3 separate regions of the Mus musculus genome follow, and regions 1 and 3 are each linked to region 2. Evidence: chromatin contacts called from public Hi-C data. All regions are on one chromosome and are shown on one strand. Each heading gives the region's core, a stretch centred on a gene start, on an enhancer-like site or on the middle of the called end of the contact. The rest is flanking DNA. Distances are from core to core; before and after follow the strand shown. Region 1 overlaps Arfip1 (ADP-ribosylation factor interacting protein 1). Region 2 has its middle 34 kb from the start of 4930565D16Rik. Region 3 overlaps Arfip1 (ADP-ribosylation factor interacting protein 1).

Region 1 (4,343 bases), core at 1,413-3,912, 160 kb before region 2:
TGGGGTTGTCATCCCACAGTCAAAAACTCTGACCCAGAATTGTTCCTGTCTGAAAGAACATCAGGGACAAAAATGGCCATATTTGAATTTGTTATTCTTCCTTTGTCAGAACCACGTTCCACTTTAATCTATGTTTTCTGCCTTCCCTCCCCATGATGTGGTTGCTTGCCTTTAACTTACACAATCTATACTACTCTCTGATGTGCCCTTCGTTGTTTGCTAAACAACACTGGGTTTGTAGCAGTGAGGACTGAGTTAAGTAGATTCTTGGAATGTTTCACCTTCCATCATTTCTCCTTTTAGACCTTTAAATAATGTTGTTTGAGGTATTTTGTGACCTAAAGCAGCTTGTTTATCTGCCATTTGTTCTTTCAAGTCTCAAAGCAAAATATAGGCCACTTTAGTAAAAAGAACAAACCCCATCATTTTTGGTGCTCTGGGGAGTCTGTGAAAATAGGTACCGAGCCCTCCTTTAAGCCTTCCTGACATTCAATGATGGTTCAGGCATTCACCACAATGTGTGCACTCTTCCCCACAGTGGAGGTCTACTGCAGGAACTGCTCAGCCATCGAGCCTGACTCACTGGCTTGAACCACTGGCTCTGACTGGCTTTCTTGCTTATTGTTGATACAGAAAGAAGCAGATTAGCTCAAGCAGCTCACTTGTTTAAAACAGTTCTTGTGTGCTGGGGCCACCAAGAATGTGAGATACATGGTTCAAGGTTAATCTGAGGCTGGGAGTGTAGCTAATGGTAGGGAGCTTGTCCAGTGTGCTTGAGGCCCGGATGCTAGAACTCAGCACTAGGAAAGAGAAGGCAAATGGCAGGTATTTAAAGCTAATGCATATGTTGGGGATAGGGTTAAATGTTCAAAATCATCCAATAAAACCATTTAGGGTGCAAATCTAAAAGGTAGGGGTTTGTTTTTAAGAAAGATAAAATTAGTCTTACCTTAAGACTGTTAATTAGCTATGACCATCAAATGCAGGTTTGTTTCATTAGTTTATATTTTAATGACTTAAAAGATGGTGGGGATCAGAGAAGGATAGACTGGATTTTGGATAGAGAGTTCAATAGCAAAAAGAACAATTCACATTTAAAAAAATCAGTTATTCTTGTAAATAAATAAATCAGTTATTCCAAGTCTGAGGTTGATATAACAATAGTTGTTTATACTCTTGCCTAAAATGGTAGCATTCTTGATCACCTAATGTGTGATGCTGAGCACAAAAGTGTGTGATCTACCTACATTTGGATCCTGTGAACATTCCTTTATCCATGTAGCTTATCCATGTCATTTTGATCACCCACTCTCATTCCTTTGGTCTTCCTGGCTACTGTACCTGGCTCCCCTCTCTTCCCCCTCCCCCTCTCCTCACATAGTTCAGGGTCTTGTATACTCTGCACTCTTCCAGAAGTTCCTGCCTCTGGCTATGCTCTCCCACATATCTATAATAAACCTTTTCCTCCACCATACCTAGGAGCAGTCATGTTTCTTCCCTTCCCTTCCCTCCCCTCCCCTCCCCTCCCCTACCTTTCCTATTCCTTTTTACTTCTTTTTTATACTCACCAGGAAGACAGAATATGCAGTATTTGTCGTTCTTAATCTGTCTTGCTTTACTTAACCTAATGGTTAATGTTTTTCCATCCATTTTCCTAAAAATATTATGATCCTATTTTTTTACAGCTGACTAAAATTCCATTGTATATAAGTCCTCCATTTTCTTTATCTGTTGCTGGCCACTTGGTGCTTTATCTCTTCGCTGTTGTCAGTGGTAAAACAATGACTGTGAATGAGCATGGATATAGAGACGCTTCTGTGGTAAGGTTTAGTGTCTTAAGATACTCGTAGCTTTCTTGGGAGCCTTCTGAGCCTCTCTCCAGGAGGGAGTTTTACATTCTGGGGTTTCTCTTTGTATCCATGGCTGTTCTAGAACTCATCTGTAGAACAGGGTGGCCTTGAACTCAGAGACCACCTGCTTCTGCCTCCCGGGTGCTGGGATTAAAGGTGTGTACCACCACACACAGCCATATTAAATTTTTTAATCCATATAAATGTTCTACCTAAGCCAGGTATAGCTGTAATCTCAGCTGCTCAAGAGGCTGAAGCAGGAGGATCATGAGTTCTAGACCAGCATGGGCGATACAGTAAGATGATGACACTCCACCTAAAAAGCCACAGAAACAAACAAACAAACAAAACCCAGTCCCTCCTTTTTCAAAGCAAATACTGGACTAATGAGATGTTTCAGCAGGTGACAGATTTACTCCTGGAGAGCTCCACGGTGTAAGGAGAGAAGTAACTGCTGCGGTTTGTCCTTGGAGTGTTACACATTTGCTCTGGTCTATGTGGACACACACACAGAGATGTTTCAAGTTAAATTTTCTTCTAAGGAAAAAGGAAAATATATACAGCTAGAATATCCTTTTAATAACATGCCTCACCATTTCTCCAAATTAAGTCTCAAACTAGAGTTCTATTTTCCGAGTACAGCCAGGGCCTGTGATTCCCGGGTTGCTGCAAAGCCTGGTGACCAGTTGTGTGCTAAGGGAGAAAGTGAGCTAACGCAAGCACGGGCTACCTCCGTCGTCCTTACACGACAAAGGAGGAAGACGCTATGTGCTCATGGGTAGTGTTTCCAGCTTGGGGCTAAATGCCTTCCACATTACTGTGTTTTCTTCTAAATCCAAGTAAAGGGGAAGTGTTTTGTGGTTGTGGTATTGCCTCCCCCTCCCTTCAGAATCAGACAAAAATGTCCATGAACTATGAGCAAAGAGAACTGTGAATTGAGGGTTGATTTTGAAATTAGACTTATCTAAATCTGCCTTACCCAGAACTGCTTAGAGCAGTTTGAGAAGATGAGTGGAGATGGCCTGAGCTGCAGGACAGCCACATCAGGCTGACCAGGTTACTTACCAGTTGCACTCCTATTTCCAACAAAGTAATGTGCTCTAAGGGCAGATGCTTGGTTGATAGGTTTAGGGATTTGGTGTTTGGGTTTTAGAGACAGTGTCTCATGTAGCCCAGGCTAGTTAGCCTTGAACTCACAGTATAGCTGAGAGTTACCTTGAGTTTCTAACTCTCCTCCTATCCCCACTACTTAAATGTTAGGACTTCATAGGCATGTATGTCTTCTGATTCTTCCTGGTTAGAAGTAGCCAGTTTATGTGCAGGGTAGAGTTGGAGTTTCAGGTTTCTGGTGGATATGGTAGAATGTAATAAATAGAACTGTCTTCTACTTTCAAGAGGACTTGCCTACAAATGTGTGTGCTTCTAATCCATGGTGCTGCACTATTCTATAAATGGTGGTGGTGTCTGTGGGCTTCTCAGCTCCACATTTCACTGATACTGCTAGCCTTGAGCATCTTCCAAGTTGGTTTGCCAGATGTTGTAATTTTGTGTTGTATATAAGAGGTCAGTTTGAGGTTAGAAATGGGGTACTACTGTCCTAGACTAAATCTTAATAGTTTCTGTCTCTTGGATTAGTTATATTTTGAGAAGAGTTCGGAGTAAAATCTCAAGATAATAGCAGTGTTTGAGTTGAACTCTGCTTCTTGGGAGCTTTCTGGGTTCTTGTCGTAACTTGGCACTTTGCTCCTGTCAGAACTTGTCTGTGCTTTGTTATGTGTGGTCAAAACAACTACTTGATAAGGGTGATTTAAAAAAAAAAATCTTAAACTTAAAAAGCATTCTGGTTTTCTGTCCTCTTAAACTAAAAATCCAGATTTTTCTCTTTGTGGAACTGCATTGAACCCTTGGCTTACACATGCTAAGCAGGTACTCGGAATGAGCTTTGCCCAGCCCTTCCTCCTCCTTAAAGCTGAGCATGTTACTGCTTGCAGTTTTTAAAAGAATTTATAAATTTCATTAAAACATTTCTCCTAGGTAAATGAGATCAGAATTTTGTAATTTAGACTCATAATTTTTCTTAAAATTTAGTTTTCCATGATGTCCATAATACATTGCTTTATTTAAGAAAACAGTTTTGTGAATAGTGGTGACTGTGAATGGGCCTTTGCTTTCAGTCAGTTCTATATTACACAGTGTCCAAATGCCAGAGCACAAGGCTTTCTGCTCCCTGGGTGACTCTGTCCACTCTTGTCTCTATTTTGTCACTAGCTCAGGGAGCGGTGTGGTCTGATCGAGACCTTTAAAGAGTTAACTTCCCATAATACCCGCCTACACTCCCAACACTGTCCTTCTGCATCCAGGAGCACCTGAGTGGTTAGAACTGACTCTGTACAGGTCAGGAATGAAGACATGGTGTGAGAGGGATTCTGTTCACTGTTTTCTGGACCATTTCTGGGAAATGTCTGCTTTAGCCTGTCTCTGGACCTCAGTGTA
Region 2 (4,499 bases), core at 1,867-4,366:
GTTTTGAACTGGTTCCTGGTTCATCTCCTTCCTGTTAATTAACGTGAAGTATCCGTTGCTGAGAAGCGCCCGGCTATTTAGTTCAGAACGGACAAGTCTAAACTTACGCCTGCTAACTACAGGAGGAGAAAGAAGAAAAGAGACTCAGCTCATGGGCACAGGGGGCCCCAACACTGGGGAGAAATGGGGTGTGGGTTTATAGGGTACAGAGATCAGGTCTGAGTGGCCCTTCTTGTAGGGCAGTCTTGCCAGTGTGTAACTAGAGGCTCTCTGTGGGTGGAAAGGCTGAAGCAAGCATCACCTGCCCACAGTCACTTTTCTGAGCTTCCCATTCCCTTCATGAATCACTCACAGACGTTCTAGTCCTTGGCTCATCACAGACATTCTAGTCCTTGGCTCAGGTAGGTTTTACAGAACAGCCACTCGATGGTGTTTCCTCCTAGCAAGCAGGACTCCTAGAGTCGGGATATGCACTTCACACCTTGTGAGGACACAGGGACAGTGTGGGGCTAGAAAGGAGTGGGCAGGGGGGCAGGCCATGCAGCTGGAGTGAGGGACAAAGGGACTCCCAGAGAAGGACTTCACTTGCTTGGAAATTCTGCCCCAAGGACAGCCTTGCTCTGTGGCCGCTGATCAAGAAATGTCAACTTGAGGTCGCTTTAGTCACTGCCATCTGCCAAAGAGGACAAAGGGCAGTCTGTGGTCAGGGAGCCCAAGGCGAGAGGCTGGATGTGGAGAAGGCTAAGTCTGTGATGCACTACTCTCATAAAAATGGCCTTCAGTGAGTGGAGAGGGTTTTCCAAGAGGAGAGGAACCTGATAGACAGGAGGTGAACATCTGCTCTGATTTACCGCAACACACTGACGGGAGGAAAAATGTCTACAGACTAGGATTTCTTGGGTACATTTGCCTTCTAAGAACCCTCACAACCAGAGGGGGACACTGGGCCATCCAAAGATTCTTTGTTTCATGCTGAGAGTTTCCTCAGATGGAAGCTGCCTCTGGGCTTCCTGTTTCAGATGCTGATATAAAATTTGGGGTAGGGGTGGATCCATGGTAGAGCCTGTACTTAGCATACCCAAGGCCCTGGATTCAAATAGCAGCACCCCCAAAACGAAATAAACAAGTACTTTAAATCAGCCAATAAACTTTAAAGTTTAAGTACTTTAAATCACTCCAGAAAGCTGGCTATTCTGAGACGTGTCTAGTTTTGGTTCCCTGGTCACACAGCCTGGTTCCCTGCAGCCTACAAATCACAAAGCCAGTTTCCTTTGTGCAAGGCATTTATTTGCCCGTGAGGGGAAGATTTATAGGAGACGACCACCAGATGGTGTCTTGGTTCTCCTCAAGCAATGTCTTCGAGCTTTGTTCTCGTGCAGCTGACATTGTGGCATTGGGAAGAGCAGTCAGTTCCAGGGGAGATGGTCGGATCCAAGGAGCCACACGTATCTTTTTACTTGATCAGTCTGACAAGACTCCAGGCTCATAAACACAGGCAAGCCATGGTCATTGACCAGGAGGTAGTGGAAAAGCAGATTTCTTCCCACAGTGGGACGTATCCATTAAAGTCCTATCAGCTCCCGACATGCAGCCCTGACTCAGGGCTAATTGCCCCCCACTGGCATGTTGATGCTGGATTCAGAGCCTTCCAGCTCCTCAGAGTCTGGGCAAACTTGCTGAAGAGGGACTGAGAACTCCTCAATCTTACACCAACCTCAGTGGCTTTCAAAGAGATATTTTTATTTTCTTTCTTCTTTTCTTTTTCTCTTAAGACAGGATTTTGCTGTGTAGCCTGTGCTCCATTTGAACCCCCAGCAGTCCTCCTGGCTCAGCCTCCCAAGTACAGCAATTGTAGGCATGTGCCACACAGCACCCAGATTAATCGTTTTACTTTTTAAAAATTACTTTTCAATAGCTGATAGGCCTTGTTTCTCTTCCAGTGTAAAAACTTAGAAAACTGTTACAAAGAGCGTGATGACTGGGAAGATGTACTTCTTGCTGGCAAACAATTTTACTGCTTTGCTTAAATAGAAGTTAGCCCAGACTGTGGGCCCATTTCTTACTCTGCTTGTGGGTGAAGCAGAGTGGGGGAGCTGTGGCTACTGAAGGAACGTTGGGGAGCCAGCATCTCCTTCCAGATACTTCCAGATGAATACAGGTTTATACTGCAGTAGGGGCAGAGGTAACAGTAACCTTGCAGTTTGAGATTCTGTACTCTCATGAAACAGATCCGCCTGCCTCCTTCAGCTTTACCCACTCTCCTTGGAAGACGACAATGTGCGGATGTTACTACCAGTTTTATGACCCGACCTGTGTGCACAAGAGCGCACATGCTGAACGTTAAGGTGGAAGAAGCCTTGTTCTCACCATTTTCCCTTCCCTTCGCAGGTCTCTATTGAAGTCCCATTTCCATCTTTCAGGGTTTGTCTCAGGACATGGCGATGTGCCAGGCATAGTTAGTGTGACCAGCATGTCTCTTACTCTAACCATATACTGAGGACAAGTCTGTGGCTTCTCGGGGGCCCAGCATTTCCTGGCATGTGTGTTGTGAAGCTGTCTATAGTCTCTGGTTCTCCTTGAAATGTCCAGCTAGAGACTCAAAGCCTCTGTAGGAAGCCAGCGAACACAACCACAAATCTATCGGCGGGGGGTGGGGTGGGGGTGGGGGTGTTGGGAGGAAGCCACGCCCAGTTTATTTCCAAACATGGGCATGGGGCTGGCTGTCTGAGGCTTCCCCGGAGTCTTATAAAGTGGGTTTGAGTTGGTGACAATAACTGTCTCTTTCATTGGTTAAGAAAACTCGTGCTGGTGTGGCAAGCAGCTACTTAATTCTTTTGAGTGCATGTCCTATCTCCTCAGAAGGGGAGAGATGGCAGGAGTCACTGAGAGGACCCCCAGGGTCTCCTGTCAATTGAACAGCAGCTACGGCAGTGTCGTGCCCTTACGAGTCAATCTCACTCGCTAAGCTCTCGGCTCTACCACGTGGAAGTTGTGTGGGTTTGCACCATTTACCACTGGGAACACATTTCCATTCCATTCCCACGCCGGTCAGGCAAAGCTCAGAGGAAATCACGCTTCCCCCTGGAGCGGCTGCAAGCTGATTGTATTGCTGGCTGTGCGCCATCTACTGGTAAGCCGGGGTAAACCCGGCTCTTCAGGAGAACTTGTGCAGCGTCAGGGACAACTGGGACTTTTTCAAAAGATTTCATCTTGCCCTCTGATTTTCACTGAAGGAAATTCAGGGTTAAAGGGGATGACAGGTTTGACTGAGTTCTCACAGTAGTCGTGTCTGGTGGTTAAGGGCAAGCATCCTGGCGTCTTCAAGTCTAAATCTCCGCCTTGGCAGTCAAGAATGAGTGTAACCTTGGGCAAATTTCGAAACTTCTCAGTAATCAGTTTGTTATCTATCCGACGAAGAGCATTGTGCTTGCTACCTCAGGGTTTTAAGGAAGATTAAATTAGGCAGCGCATGTGGAAGTGCTTAGCACTGTGTTTGACCCCCGTGTGAGGCAAACAGTTAGAACATTCTTTATCCTGCAGCTGTTGATTTGTAGTGACGATTTTTCTGAGAGATGGCATGGTCCAAACTAGTTGTTTAGGCATCAGAATAAAAGAATAAAGCACCCCAGATGGCATGAAGAAGGTTACATCAGGGAGACAGTGTTTGGGGGGCCATCGTTGGTTAAGTTCATTGCCAGGGACTAAATCGGTTGAGTGGGTGTGGATAAAGAGGCTGGTAGTGGGGCCGTAAGAAAGTGTCACCTGGCATCATCTACATGTGTCCCAAGAGACCCAGTGTCACCCCCACAGTCTAGACTCCTCTCCGGCTTCCTCTGTTTTTGGAATGGTGGCATTTATAAAGACAACTCTCTCAGAGCTACAAAGACCACACTCCCTAAGGAAACTTGCCTAGTTCCAGTCCTTTGTGCTCTGGCTAGAAGTTCTGTTGACCTGGAATCTGGAAGCAAACACAAACTTCTCCACCCCTGCAGTTCACTAGTAGACATTCTGTGTGGCGGCCCAAGCCAATAAGTGCCTAAGTCAAGCCATAGATGCCCTGGTCTTATGGCACAGAGCCGGGCAGGGATGGATCGGAGGTAGAAAGGGGGACAAGCCAGCTGGCCAATCTGACCTCTCTGTGGGTATGCAGAGGGAGTTGGGAAGTCGGTGGACTTAAATATCATCTGCACTCAGTCTGAAGATGCTCATTATAACCTCAGGTGGTACTTTTATATTATAGGTACTGCTTTCTTTTCTGTTTGTTTTCGGTTTTTGTGATGGGGTCTGATGTAACCCAATGTGGTCTTAATTGTTAGGTAGCTGAGGTTAGCCTTAAACTCCTGATCTCTTGGCCTCTACCTCTAGAGTGCCGGGGCCCTCCCAGGTAGGGTCATAGGCATGCACTACCATACGCAATTTGGCACTATTTTAAAACCGTGGTTCCCCCAGGCACACACTTCGTTTTTTCTTATTGTTTTCCTGTTCGTAGAGTGTATATC
Region 3 (4,841 bases), core at 128-2,627, 220 kb before region 2:
TCTGAGTCTACAGAGGTCAGAGGTGCTAAGTTCCTCTGGAACAGGGTTACAGGTGGTTGTGAGCGACCTGAAATGGGTGCTGGAAACCAAACTTAGGTCCTCTACAAGAGCAGTGTGTGCTCTTAACAGCTGAGCCATCTCTCCATCCCCACGAACATGGCTTTTTAGGTCTCATGCCCACATATGTGTATTAGTCATCTAAGTTACGGATAAACATAACTTTAAAAAATAAGCATGGAATAGAATGGGACAGGTAAAATTGCATGGATTTAATATCTCTGCAATTCTCAGATATGTTGTAGCCTCTGTCTGCCTTGATCATTTATTTAGTTGTCTCATAGTTTCCTAATTGCTACTGTTTGATCTTGGAGACAGTTACTCCCTTCTCACCAGAGAGAAGATAAGAGAAATGAGGGCCTGAGCTGTCTTTCACTTTCCATCTGTAGGCCTTTTCTTTCCAGTCCGATCTCAGCGGAAGAAATTTCCCCTTCTAGCTCAAGGCAACTTCTCCACTTCTGCTTAGAAATGCTTATTATTTAAAGCCCTTGTTCTAATTTTAGGTTCTTTAACAGTTGTAAAATGAATTTCTTATATTGCTCACCCTGTTCCCCTTATTGCTAATGTCTTACATAACTGTAATTATCAAGAGCAAATAATCAACATTAGTATAACATTATTGATAAGCTACCCTTGTTGAAATTAGCCTAAATTTTTAACTACTATTTTTCAATTATAGGATCCTGTCTAGGAAGGAACCTGCACTGAATTTAGTTCCGGTTCCATACTTTTCTCCTCTTCCTTTCCCCTTTCCCCTTTCCCCTTTCCTTTCCTTTTTGAGGTAGGGTCTCAATATATAGCTCTAACTGTCCTGAAACTCACTTAGTAGATCAGGCTGGTCTCAAACTCACTGAGATGTCCCTACCTCTGCCTCCCGAATGCTGTGATTAATGGTGTGTGCCACTATGTCCAGCTTCCATAGTCTTTTCTACTCTGTAAATTTCCTTTGTTTGTCATGAAAATTATACTTTTTGACAAGTATAATCAGATAGTTTATAGACTGTGCCTTAGTGACTGTTCTATTGCTATGAAGAGACACTGTGACAAAGGCATCTATTCATCCATCTATAAATAAAAGAAAGCATTAATTGTGGCCTTGCTTCAGCTTCACAGGGAGGTCATTATCATCACGGGGGCGGGGGGCATGGCAGCACTCAGGTGGATAGGGTGCTGGAGAGGTAGCTCGGAGTTCTGTGGGGGGAGAGAACATGCTCAGGCGCACACATGCTCATGTGTGTGCATGCATACTGGGTCTGGCATGGGCCTTTGAAACCCAAACCCAGTGAAACACTTCCTCCAACAAGGCCACACCTCCCAAGTCTTCTCCAATAGTGCAGCTCCCTGATGACTAGACATTCAAATCTATGAGCCTCTGGAGGCTCTTCATAGTCACGTCACCCCAGACGGTCTCTTCATTTGTGTTTATTTTGCTTTCATGATTAGTTCAGGCCCACACATTTTTAGCAAGAATACCACGAAAACAATATATCTCATTTGTCATAGTTCCTTGGTCTCTTTGAGTTTGAATGCTGAATTTTTCCACTCTGAAGTTACTGTTTTTTTTTTTTTCTTTTAGTTGGTAAGTATATTGTGGGAAAATCTGGAAAACCAACCTTGATCCATTTTTTCTCAAAAATTGGCCTTCTAATTTTAGCATCTATCAAGTGGGTGTGGTCTGCAATGTTTGTGGTGTTAACCTGATGATCCTGTTTCCCGTTCTCTTTCTCAATCTGCGACCCCCTTTGAAGATAAAAGTCTCACTGTGTATCCCAGAAACTCAAGATGTAGCCAAAACTGGCCTCAGACTTGAGGAACTGGTGCCTCCGCCCGCCAGTTGTATCATTGGATGGATGGTGTATGAGCACAGTTGGGTGCCAGCTTGCTGTGCATTCTCAGAACCCCCAGAGGAGGCTTTCAGAGCTCTGCTCACCCACTCTCCACTTCATCCCTTTGCGACTGATTCCTACTTATTGAGCTTGAAGCTGGCCTGGAGGCCAGGACGCTTCAGCAATCCTTGCCTCCCCAACGCAACATGACCATGCCCAGCTTTTTATGTGGGTGCTGGGGTTGGACCTCAGGTTTGCACAGCAAGGCTTTAAACCCATTGTGCCATCTCACCATCTGCTTCCGTTCGTATTTTCAGTTCCGAGGGTCTTTTCCCCATTTACTTATTTATTTGCGAATGTTGTTAAGGGCTGGCTCCTGTTAGTCTGTTTCCTTAAATGCTGTTTTGTTGCTGTTACTCAATTTAAGCCAACTTTAGCAACTAGTGGCTCCTTCAGCTCACACCTGTTTTCTTTGGATGTGTTCCCATTCTTTTTGGAAATTTTCCTTATTTTTCTGACTAGATGATATTGTAGTCTCTTCTGTTTTTCTTGACTCATCCTTAGAGTGAAATGTTTGTCCCCGAATCTTTATTCTTTTCATTGGAGAATGCTGTTTAGAGACCAAGACTTAGGGCGCAAGTATACTTAGTCTTTCTAGACTCCTCAGTACAGAGAGAACCTAACGCCCGTATATGCAGACATATTAAAAGTTTGATTCCAGGTCAACCTCACAGGGTTTGTGTTAGCATTTTCCTCTCTTATAACTTCCCTGTGACAGTTTGAAATGAAGTTCCCAATATCTATATTTTCTTGTATTCCTTTTTTCCTTTTACACAGATTTTCATTTAACCTTTAGGTAGCCTCCTGCTGTGCACAGCTGAGTCTGATCTTGAAGTGCTGCCCCTCCTGCTTCTCCCACGTGTGGGGTACACATTTGCTTCGTGACCATCTGTCCACTCCATTTGATTTTCTTTTCTTCTCTGCTTGCTTAGTTATCTGTCTACTACACAGATTGACTTCTTAGTATTTCTGTTTTTCAGTTTCTACTCACCCTGTTAGTTATAGTTTTCATTAAAATTATTTTCAAGGGTATGTGAGCATTATTATGACTCTAAGAGTCAGAGTTAGTTTTAAAACTGTAGCTAGAGGTGTCAGTACCTCACCATCCTCCCAACTCCTCATGCCACCATTTTCTCACTGCCCCTGTAGAGGAACCATCTACCTTGTTTCCGAGTTATGCTTCCTGCCCAGTTTCTTATGTTCCTTCTTAGATAGAGGTAGCAAAATGAGCTTGTCAGACTTTTTTTTCAGTGAGCAGTTTCAAGGTTTCAGACATGTCCAACCTATGGCTTGTGAGCTACATGGGCCACGGGTAGCTATAAATGTGGCTCAGCACAAAACTGTAAACTTAGGACATCATGACACTTTTTTTCTAAACTTAGCTATAAGGTTCTTGAGCATGAAGCTTGTGAATGGCAACACTTCACAGTGTCAAAAGTTGAACTTGCCTGGTTTAGATGTAGTTTAGTCACTTTTGTATGTATAGACATAGATGATTTCCAGTGTTTTATGGTCGTAAAGAATGCTACAGTGTGCATTTACACATTGCTTATTTTATTACTATTTAGTCTTGTTATTACAAATGGGATTTTTTTTCTGTCATTTGGCCTACTGATTGTTGTTACATATTCAGGCTGATTTTGTTTTGAATTCCTTTTATCATCGATTTTTTTAGGGGGACATATACTGCCTATTGTTTGCAAATAGAGATAAAGTTCTTTATTATTACTCTAATTTCTCTTAACTGTTTGGAATGGTCAAGACTTCTAGTATAATGTTGAATAATAGTGGAGATGGCTGAAATTTTTGCCTTATTCTCAATCTTAGTGGAAATGCCTGTTATTTCTTTATTAAATAAGATACAACACATGCTTGTACTAAGATGCTTTCAGTTATATTTCTATTTCTTTGAGTATTTAATTTTGAATGAGTGTTTAATTTTGCCATCTATACTCCATCTCGGTATACTTGGAAAAGACTATGTTTACCCTGTTAAATTTATGAGGATGGTATATATTAATACATTTTTCTAATTGAACCAATCCTGTGCTCTTGGGCTAAATCTCACTCAGCCATTTTGTATCCTCTTCCTCCTCCTCCTCCTCCTCCCCTCCCCTCCTCCCCCTCCCCCTCCTCCTTCCCCTCCCCTCCTCTCCCTCCCCTCCCCCTCCTCCTTCCCCTCCCATCCTCTCCCTCCCCCCTCCTCCCCCTCCTCCTCCTCCTTCCCCTCCCCTTCCCCCTCCCCCTCCTTCTCCCCCTCCTCCTCTTCCCCTCCTCATCCTCCTTCTTTTTTAAAGATTTATTTATTTTATGTATGAGTACACTAGCTGTCTTTAGACACACCAGAAGAAGGCATCAGATCCCATTACAGATGGTTGTGAGCCACCCTGTGGTTGCCGGAAGTTGAACTCAGGACCTCTGGAAGAGCAGTCGGTGCTCTTAACTGCTGAGCTGTCTCTCCAGGACTGTATTATTTTCTTAATGTGGTGTTTGATTCTTTTTGTTAACAATAACAATGTTCTTTGTAGTCTATTTTGAGAGCAGAAGCCCATTTCTTGTACTTTAGTGCCTAGCATGATGTCTGGCAATTCTGTTTGCTTCCCTGATTCGATTGAGAGTACTTTTTGGAACTTTTGTGCTTACCTGAGCTCTTTTATCTAGTGACATTCCCCATGTATTGCTGGATACATTAGAAGCAGGAGTAGCTCACTAAGCTTTTATCAGGTGGAATCTGAGAGTTGTGTGTCACTCACACAGCAAGCAGTCACATCTGTTACAGGATTGAAGGTTACTTTTCCAGTGTATGGGCAAGAGATGTGTGTTCTGGTTTGCACTAACATTTGGCTTTAGACATTTGATCAGTTTTTATCTGTCAGCTCAAGTTGATAGTCTTTTGAA

What was found. A called contact is a pair of places that touch in the nucleus more often than the background predicts.
Region 1: a Hi-C map of bone marrow-derived macrophages shows a contact between it and region 2, with 33 read pairs. The contact joins two enhancer-like sites. A contact is called at or near these places in 3 of 484 Hi-C or Micro-C datasets (bone marrow-derived macrophages, embryonic fibroblasts and spermatogonial stem cells), 17 of 115 datasets of contacts at active chromatin or transcription factors (acute myeloid leukemia, bone marrow-derived macrophages, cardiomyocytes and 13 more) and 1 of 9 other capture datasets (embryonic stem cells).
Region 3: a contact with region 2 is called in a Hi-C map of bone marrow-derived macrophages, with 28 read pairs. The contact joins two enhancer-like sites. A contact is called at or near these places in 1 of 15 datasets of contacts at CTCF or cohesin (CD8 T cells), 2 of 484 Hi-C or Micro-C datasets (bone marrow-derived macrophages and embryonic cerebral cortex), 14 of 115 datasets of contacts at active chromatin or transcription factors (acute myeloid leukemia, bone marrow-derived dendritic cells, bone marrow-derived macrophages and 10 more) and 4 of 9 other capture datasets (adipose tissue, embryonic stem cells, liver and 1 more).

Annotation. Positions count from the first base shown.
Region 1 is chr3:84,502,825-84,507,167 of GRCm38.p6, reverse strand. The region is part of intron 8 of Arfip1 (ADP-ribosylation factor interacting protein 1); the gene reads left to right. Among named protein-coding and RNA genes, the nearest start is that of Fhdc1, 26 kb to the right of the region's middle. Within about 2 kb of position 2,662, at least 36 of the 459 cell types and tissues checked have an H3K27ac peak or open chromatin away from gene starts, as enhancers often do. A contact at or near this core is called in bone marrow-derived macrophages, where this site is marked.
Region 2 is chr3:84,343,763-84,348,261 of GRCm38.p6, reverse strand. No RefSeq gene overlaps it. Among named protein-coding and RNA genes, the nearest start is that of 4930565D16Rik, 34 kb to the left of the region's middle. Within about 2 kb of position 3,116, at least 96 of the 459 cell types and tissues checked have an H3K27ac peak or open chromatin away from gene starts, as enhancers often do. A contact at or near this core is called in bone marrow-derived macrophages, where this site is marked.
Region 3 is chr3:84,566,262-84,571,102 of GRCm38.p6, reverse strand. All of the region lies in intron 1 of Arfip1 (ADP-ribosylation factor interacting protein 1), which reads left to right. Among named protein-coding and RNA genes, the nearest start is that of Gm35410, 14 kb to the left of the region's middle. Within about 2 kb of position 1,377, at least 29 of the 459 cell types and tissues checked have an H3K27ac peak or open chromatin away from gene starts, as enhancers often do. A contact at or near this core is called in bone marrow-derived macrophages, where this site is marked.